2 separate regions of the Mus musculus genome follow, and region 1 is linked to region 2. A link is a contact called in public Hi-C data. All regions are on one chromosome and are shown on one strand. The core of a region is the stretch at or near the end of the contact, and the rest is flanking DNA. Distances in the headings are between cores, read along the strand shown. Region 1 overlaps Myo3b (myosin IIIB). Region 2 overlaps Myo3b (myosin IIIB).

What was found. A called contact is a pair of places that touch in the nucleus more often than the background predicts.
Region 1: a contact with region 2 is called in a Hi-C map of embryonic stem cells, with 2.4 times the contacts expected there. The contact joins two enhancer-like sites. A contact is called at or near these places in 6 of 484 Hi-C or Micro-C datasets (cerebellar granule neurons, cerebellum, embryonic fibroblasts and 2 more) and 1 of 115 datasets of contacts at active chromatin or transcription factors (embryonic stem cells).

Annotation. Positions count from the first base shown.
Region 1 is chr2:70,339,205-70,343,319 of GRCm38.p6, forward strand. The region is part of intron 30 of Myo3b (myosin IIIB); the gene reads left to right. Among named protein-coding and RNA genes, the nearest start is that of Sp5, 130 kb to the right of the region's middle. Within about 2 kb of position 1,292, at least 8 of the 459 cell types and tissues checked have an H3K27ac peak or open chromatin away from gene starts, as enhancers often do. A contact at or near this core is called in embryonic stem cells, where this site is marked.
Region 2 is chr2:70,147,224-70,151,524 of GRCm38.p6, forward strand. All of the region lies in intron 8 of Myo3b (myosin IIIB), which reads left to right. Among named protein-coding and RNA genes, the nearest start is that of Myo3b, 110 kb to the left of the region's middle. Within about 2 kb of position 2,113, at least 45 of the 459 cell types and tissues checked have an H3K27ac peak or open chromatin away from gene starts, as enhancers often do. A contact at or near this core is called in embryonic stem cells, where this site is marked.

The sequences.
Region 1 (4,115 bases), core at 42-2,541, 190 kb after region 2:
ATCACAGAGATGGAGCCACCAGACCGCACGCAACCCTCAGAACAGCACCTTGTCTGCGGATTTCCTGCCAAATGAGCATGACCTGGATTTAATCCTGAGGAAACAGCAGACAGACCCCAACAGAGGAGTCTGTTGGAAGATAACTGGCCAGTAGGCTACAAAACGAAACAGAGGGGATGGCTGAGGCGCTTTCCCAGCTGGAAGGAGACATAAGAGAATGTGACCACCACCCCCATCCCCACCCCCCCACCCCCAATCCTGGGTTTCTTCTGCTACAGAAGTTGCCCCTGGCATCTTTTGCAAAAATCAGAACACCGTGGAGTGAGTCATAGAGTCTTGCTACTAATCTTAATTTTCCGATTTTAGACACTGCACTCTGGTAAGAGAACACCCTTCCTTTTGAGAACCGGATACTTCGGTACTTAGGAGATAAAGGATGTCAGATGTCTCCAGAGTTCAGAGAAGGTTCCTGCGTTTGTGTGTCAGTGCTCCTGACTACAGCCCTGTGAAAGACAAAGACAAAGCAATAGGTGTGCTGCCATGCTCAGAAATTCCTGCATCTCTTGTGGAACTTTGAAATGCGGTTAATACAAAAAGTTACAATGAAAGCCCAAGGCAGTTCCCCAGCCTTCTCCCCAACTCTCCTGCCTAGTTCTCTGCAGATCACAATCCTTTCCATCACTCCTGCTGAACTTCAGTAAATATCTATCTAGTGCCATCGGTTTGGGGTTTTGGTTGTTTAGGTTTTTTGTTTGTTTGTTTGGTTTGGTTTGGTTTGGTTTTAGACTGAATCTTTCTATATGGCACTGACTAGTCTGGAACTCACTATGTAAACAAGGCTAGCCTCAGACTCATAGAGATCTGCTTGCCTCTGCCTTCCAGGTGCTGGGATGAAAGGCGTGTGGCACCATACGTGGTGCTAATTCAGTTTTTAAGGTGCTAACACTATGACTCTACATAGGTCAACCCATAAGCCATTTCAAAACCCGACCACGGCCACGCTGAGTGAGGAGACCTGTGGCTGTAGGCCTAGCTACTCAAGGGGCGGAGCCAGGGATGTTTCCTGTGCCTAGTAGTTCAAGACCGGACTGAACAACCAAGTGGAAGTCCGTCAGAAGACAAAACCTACTCAAAGGACAAAGCAGAGGTGAAACAAAAGAAGCCGCTTGGAGGCCTTGTCATTGCTTCCCTTTGGACATTCATTATGATCCCCAATGTAATGGTGGCACGCTAGTCCGGTAACAAAACAATGCTGCAGACAGAGAGCGCAGGCAGGCTCTGTGGCAGCCAGATCTGGTTTCCATCTGGTTCTGACCAGTTCTGTTTATTCAGATAGCCCAGTTCCCTCCCTCTGGTCTGTGAAATGGGGGACGTGAATCATTTGCTGGAGTTCCAGAATGAATGAAGCAACCAAGACCTCAGTTCTCTCCGGGCATCCAGGAGGCTGCTGCTGCTGCTGCTGCTGCTGCTGCTGCTGCTGCTGCTGCTGCTACTGCGGTCGCACTGCTGCAGTTTTCCGGTGACATCACACCGGCCCGCCCCTGAACTCCAGTGCTGTGTGAAGACTTGCTCTGCTATTCTGTCAGGCTGCGACCCTCAGACAGTGCTGCATACACATTGAGATCGCAGAGCCCCCTGACCCTGCTTCCATTCCAGTCCTTTTCTCCGCTGGAGGCTGGGACGCTAATGGTCCAAGACAGCTTTCCGAGTGGCTGTCCAATAAGGCGTCGTTTTCATCAGAAGGAAGAAAACCTTTCTGTTCCCACCTTAGGCTTTTATAGCGACAGCTGTCTGCAGTAACATAGTGCAGACCAGGGAGGAAAGGAAAGAAACAAGAACCCAAGAGCTGACAAATTAACACGGTAGGATCCCAGTTGGAGAAAAACAATGGGGTGAACAAATATGACCATCCTTAAAAGCCTAGTAGGGTTCGGGAAATTAGCATAAGTTCACAAACCTAACTGGTACTGACTTATATGAGACATTTATTAGCTCCTGGAGCCCTTCAGATAAATCAGTCCTTGAGCGGTGTTCTAAAACAGAAACCTACGTCTACTTAAGAGCAATCACATATCCACATATTTAAGTGGGATTTGCATAACTAACTCCTTTGGCAGCAATACTCACTCGAGAGAGATGTAAGATGTGTGTTTCAATATTTTTATAAAAAGTGCTGAGTATCCAAAACAAATGAGAAAAACCAACCAAAAGCCAAGCTGTGAGACGCAAGCATATGGGGTCCCTGTTGCCCAGCTGTACCCTGTTAAGGTCCTTCTTCTTCTAGTCTGCCCTTCATAGTCCCATGATATCATATATTAAAGCTCATGATGATGTTTTCCTCTTTATAAATGTAAGGAAAATATCAAGGTACCTATTTCTGACAAAAACATGTGAAGATTAAAAAGACTGATAACATCTAGTGTTGGAGATACAATGGAAAAATGGACCTTCCATACATCTGTGGCTAGATGTTAAGCTTTGTTACTTTTTAGGGGAGAAACTGATGATGTAATTTAAACCCTTGGAATAGAAAAAGGATTTTCTCACTCTTAGGCCCAACAACTTCACACCAAATATTTATCCCAGGGAACTAAATGAATTGGAACTCAGAGCCATGCCCATTGAGTACTCAATGGTCCCTCATTCGTAATGTGAGAGATGGACACCATTTAAATGTTTACAAATGTGTTATTACTCAATTCATTTGTATTAATCACTCAGTGCAAAACTGCACAGCACAAGCTGAGTATTTAAAATACATTATATAGTCACGTATGCTAATCATTCAATGAAACACTATACAACCATAAATATGATGGTATTATACAGTTATATAAATATATGCTCAGGATCATAAGAGGAACTCTAAAATGCTGGTATGTCACTTCACATAACAGTCATGAGCCACTAGTTTTTAAAATACATATTAAATGTGTAGAAAAGTATCTGAAAAGCTATACATCTGGATGCTAATTTTAGCTCGCTGTGAAGATTATCCCCACCTGTGTCATCTTCTCCCTTGGTGCATGCATAGGAGAGAGTACCAGTGGGGTATGTGTCACTTTTCATCACAAAAATAGTCTTGATCAGAAAAAAGGAAGAAATTGGAAATATTTTGCTGCAAGGTCTTCTAGTCATTTATTTTGGTGAGGAAAGAAGACAGACATTGATACATTTTCATAGATTAGCAATTGTTGAGATTCAGATGCCTGGAGACTCATAACCTGTCTCTCAGCTAACAAATAGTGCCAGAACTGGTAGACACTCCAGTTAGTAGAGCTGAAAGTTCACAAGGCAAGGGGATTCTGGTAGTAGTCACTCTGCTTATCGCTGCGACAAGCTCTTAAAGGAGGAAGGGTTTACCCTGGCTTTCTGTCTGAAGATGCAGTCCACCACAGCAGAGATGCAATGGGGTAGAAAGGGGGACGCTGGCACCCAGCAGGCTTTTTCCTTTCACCCCTTTGCTTGTTCAGTCTGGAACCCATGGAATAGTGCCTCCCACACTCAGGGCAAGTCTTCTCCCCTCAGCTAATCATCGTTGGAAAAGTTCCCCTAGCACACACCCATTAATGAGGTACCTCCTTAATTCAATTGACCATGGAAGTTAACCTGGTCATGGTGCCTACTGACTTTGTGCTTCTCCCTTGATCAGACTCCAGGACAGTTTCCTCTGCAGCTTAGGCACAGACCCTTAGCTCATCTGAATGTGAACCAGGCAAATCATCTGCAGAGCCATGTTTTCATAACCTTTGTATTCGGTATCGAAGAGAAAGGAGGGCTGCAGTTTCACCTAGAGTGGAAAAGGCAGATAGGTTGGAGGTGGAGACCAAAAAGCGTCTCAGGATTGCTTACTTTGGAACCAGGTGGACATGAGAGGTGACAGTGTTCACAAGGAGCTGAGTTGAATGTGACTCTAACCTGAGAGATGTCACTGGGCCTTGGCAGGGGCCTACTTGTGGTGGTAATGGTAGTAATGAATGAAAAAGTAAAACATTCTCATTTTTGTAATAAAAGATTCATTAGCGCACACACTCAGATTCACGCAGTCATCTGTCCTTTAAAGAACATTTTAACACCTTCCACTTTGTGTGTTCAAAGCTAAAGAGCATACAAGG
Region 2 (4,301 bases), core at 863-3,362:
CTGGTGGCCCTGGATGATGTAAGAAAGCAAGCCATGAGGAAGAAGCTAGTCCAAGGTGTCCCTCTGTGGCTTCATCCTCAGTTCCTGCCTCCAGGTCCCTGCCCTGACTTCCTTCGATGAGGGAGCATGTTGTGGAAATGAAAACTGAAATAAGCCCCTCCCCTCCAGTTGCTTCCGGTCCTGGTGCTTTATCACGGCAATAGAAACCCTAACCAAGACAATTAACTACACACCAACTCTTCTTGCTACTGAAGTGCAGTGGTCCCAGTGCATACCTATTTATTTAGCCATTGACTTAAAAAGTAAATCTCTGGAACTTATAAAGGAGACATGTTGTCAGGGCACAGATGGCTTTATTGCTCTCTGGGTTGACTTCTGAAACTCGTTTCTTTACTAAGGAACTCTTTTATCCTTTACGGAGGATACATAGAAGATGTTTTCATGGTTGATAATAGTGTTTCTGCTTTGGTAGCATAGGAAAAATATAGAGCAGAAGCAAACGGCCCAGTGCCTCTGCGTATAGCTACAGCACACGCAATTATAGTGGATGTGGGTCTTTAAATATTCTGTCCTTTATGCTTCTCTTTAATGGTAGAAGTTTGTAAACTTCACTAAATCTAAGCTGCTGTCCTCTCTGCAGTAACCGAGTGGCTTTGGCTTGCCTCTCTGCAGTGCTGTATTTTTCCATGCTGCCAGTGACATTTCTCAGAAGGGATCATTCATAGATCACTCATGAATCTTGTGCTACAGAGTGATATTCAAGCTAGACAAATAAGTAGAGTGCTGTTGTGGGTCTCCCACCAGTCTACACTGCCACCCAGGGAGGCTTACAGCCATGATGGGTTGTCTGGAAACCAACATGGGGTCAAATCACAAGTGAATTAATTCCAGCATGGCCCATTGAAGTGGCACACAAACGGGTCATTTAGAGCACTTTGCAGCAACGTGACTGGACCTGCTATTCATAGGCCACTTCTTCAAAAAACCCAAAATGTACTAAGTCAGGTGTCATGAGGCCCTAAAGAGCAATTCTGCAAAATTTGTATGCTTACTGACAGTCCAAGAGCTCCCAAAGTAGAGTTTGGTAAACGAGAAAACATGAAATATAATATGTCAAACCCTGGGGCTTAAGAATCCTGCCATCTAAATTATACAGTTAGGTGTTATAACTAGGCTGTAAATTTGTGGTCAAGCACATTTTGACCAATTAGTGGAAGCACAAAAGTAAATCCTTACATCTTTATTAGAGCCAGGAATGATGGCTGCCATAGAGGCAGGTGGAAACACTGAAAATTCAGTCCTCACAGGTAGACAGAAAGCCTGTCCAGTACAACCAGTTACCGTTCTTGTAAACATAATCCTTTGATCTCTACTCCCATTGGGAGATTCGATATTCTACCTAAATGTCACCAGCAGCAAAGGAATCAGGGCCCCGTGGGGCTGAAGGACACTTTTTATTTTGCAGTTTATTCTCTGACTTAGATTATTATTCTCACTTCTGGTTTCAATATATTCCAGGCTAAAGGAGCAGGGATTATTTAGTGAGCTCCCCTCCCCCAGGTGTGGGCTCTTGTATGGACTATTGGTGAATGGGCCCCAATCATGAATGTTATCATTCAGATCCAATTGGTCAGTTGGCTGGCTCTGTTTTACTTTAGTGGAAAATGACAAGGTCAGTGTTGGGAGACTGTCGTCAAATTGCTGCAGCACTAGGGCTTCCAGGACACCTCTCCCTTCCCCTCCTCCCACCCCTCCCCCCCTCAGCAAGTGAGCGTGAGAAAGGTGGAATGTGAACTTCGGGGCTCCAGCTGCACCTCCAAGCCAGGTTTGAAGGACTCAGGCTCTTGTCTAGAGGTTGTGACTATTCATTAACTCATCGCTCCGTGTCCTCGGAGTGTAATGCAGGCTTTCCCAAGAAACTGGACCATCTTGGTGTCTTTCACTAACCACAGCTGTGGCCGTCTCATAGGCCATACTAAAAATCACTGGATCAAAAGCCACGAATTGCTGGTTTTCCAAGAATCTTGAAGTTTGCAAACTGTAAAATGGCGGGGAGTGGCTCGGGAGATCACACCGGGCGCTTTGCTGCCTTTGCAAATGAAAGGAGGTCAGAGGGAAAGCTGCCCTTTAAGAATGGCTGTTGTATGCTGATTATGGGGTGGATCCCTGGATATGGCAGTCTCTACATGGTCCATCCTTTAGGGATCCACCCCATAATCAGCATCCAAACGCTGACACCATTGCATACACTAGCAAGATTTTATTGAAAGGACCCAGATGTAGCTGTCTCTTGTGAGACTATGCCGGGGCCTAGCAAACACAGAAGTGGATGCTCACAGTCAGCTAATGGATGGATCATAGGGCTCCCAATGGAGGAGCTAGAGAAAGTAGCCAAGGAGCTAAAGGGATCTGCAACCCTATAGGTGGAACAACATTATGAACTAACCAGTACCCCGGAGCTCTTGACTCTAGCTGCATATATATCAAAAGATGGCCTAGTCGGCCATCACTGGAAAGAGAGGCCCATTGGATTTGCAAACTTTATATGCCCCAGTACAGGGGAACACCAGGGCCAAAAAGGGGGAGTGGGTGGGCAGGGGAGTGGGGGTGGGTGGATATGGGGGACTTTTGGTATAGCATTGGAAATGTAAATGAGTTAAATACCTAATAAAAAATGGAAAAAAAAAACAGAAAAAAAAAAAAAAAAGAATGGCTGTTGTAGGAAGCCTCTTTGGGGCTGGCAATTTAAATATAATTGTGTTGGGGGACTAGAAATTTCTTCTTCTCATGTAAACTGAAAATTAAAACTCAATAAAGTAAATATTGCCCCGGAGTATTTTCCAGAGACTAAAAGCTTTGGGGGGGGGGGGGTCCCACCATCAACAGTTAGCTGTAGTGATCAGCTGCTTTCTAAGCAGAATGGATCCACAAATATTCTACAGTCTGCTGCCCCTCCCCCAGACGCCAGCATTCTAGGTAAAATGTATTCCAGAAGAAAATTTCCTGGTATGTCTAATACAAGCTAACTTTTCTCTATATTAGCGTTTTCAAATTATGTTTGTATCTAGAATAGGTTAAGAGAGAGGCATTTTCAATCCCCATTTATCTCTGTAATTATTCCAAGTCCCCGAGAGTTCTCAAATGGTTTATTAGCTAGATTTGGAGAGAATAACTGCAGTATTAAGCTTTTTTTTTTTTTTTTTTTTTTGCTCCATAGTGGGCTTCCAGTGCACAGAGCATTACAATTATTTGGAGACAATCTGTAGTCTTGGAGACAAAATGGCAGTAGTGACATCAGCAGCAATTATGTGTAATTTTTACCCGCAGTTTATCACCAAGGTAACCAGAGTAGGTTTCCCTGCTTGCAATTTTAAGAATGTCATCGTCCTAAATGCAGCCAGGATGTAGGAACAGATTATGCTCAGAATCCCTTCTCCTCTCCATCCCATTTCCCTTACGCAACAGCCCTTTGGAATCCAGATAGCGCAGATCTATTTTTTGCAACAGCTTTGGTTTTTTGAAGCTATTAAGAATGATTTCAAATGCCCTCAGTATGAAAGTGAAAGAGTATTTGTCATAGTGTTTAGATTGTGTGATGCTCCTTCTTGGTAGACTCTCTTCTTTGCTTTGAGCAGCAGTCATGGGGCGGAGCCTCAGCAATGGAAGGGAGACAGAAGAAAGTCATTTGGTCCTTCATAAATCACACTGCCTGGATCACTCCTAAAACTAACTTCCCTAAGGCTATGGGGCAGTCTTGTTATTTTGTTTTGTTTTGTTTGTTTGTTTGTTTTTGTGGTGCTGAGCCAAACCGTGGGCCTTGAGCATGTTAGGCCAGCTCTCTACAATTGAATTACAACCCCAGCCCCTCACAGGCAATACATTGTTTAAAGGTTTATTTATTACATATATATGTTCCTGGTGCCCAGGGAAGACACAAGAAGGGTTGGATCCCCTGGGACTGTAGTTACAGGCTTCTGTGAGGTATTGGAGATTGAAACCGGGTCTTATGTCCGTCTTTCTAGCCTCTCTAGCAGTGATCTTTTCAGGCTTTCAATTGCCTGAAATTTTCAGGACAGTGCTCTGTGCAGAAGTAAATGTCAGAAGGCTGGTGGCAGGCAATGGTGGTCCTAAATGGAAAATGACAGGTACAGAGGCACATTGCATTTAGAGTCTCAGGTTGTCCTGGCTCGGTTGTACTGTCTGAGTGGATGAAGAAGCAAGTATGTGAAGACAGAGATGCTCAAAGGTTCAGCTGTGCATCTGGGCAATGCTGCAGCAGTATCCATGAAACAAAGACCATA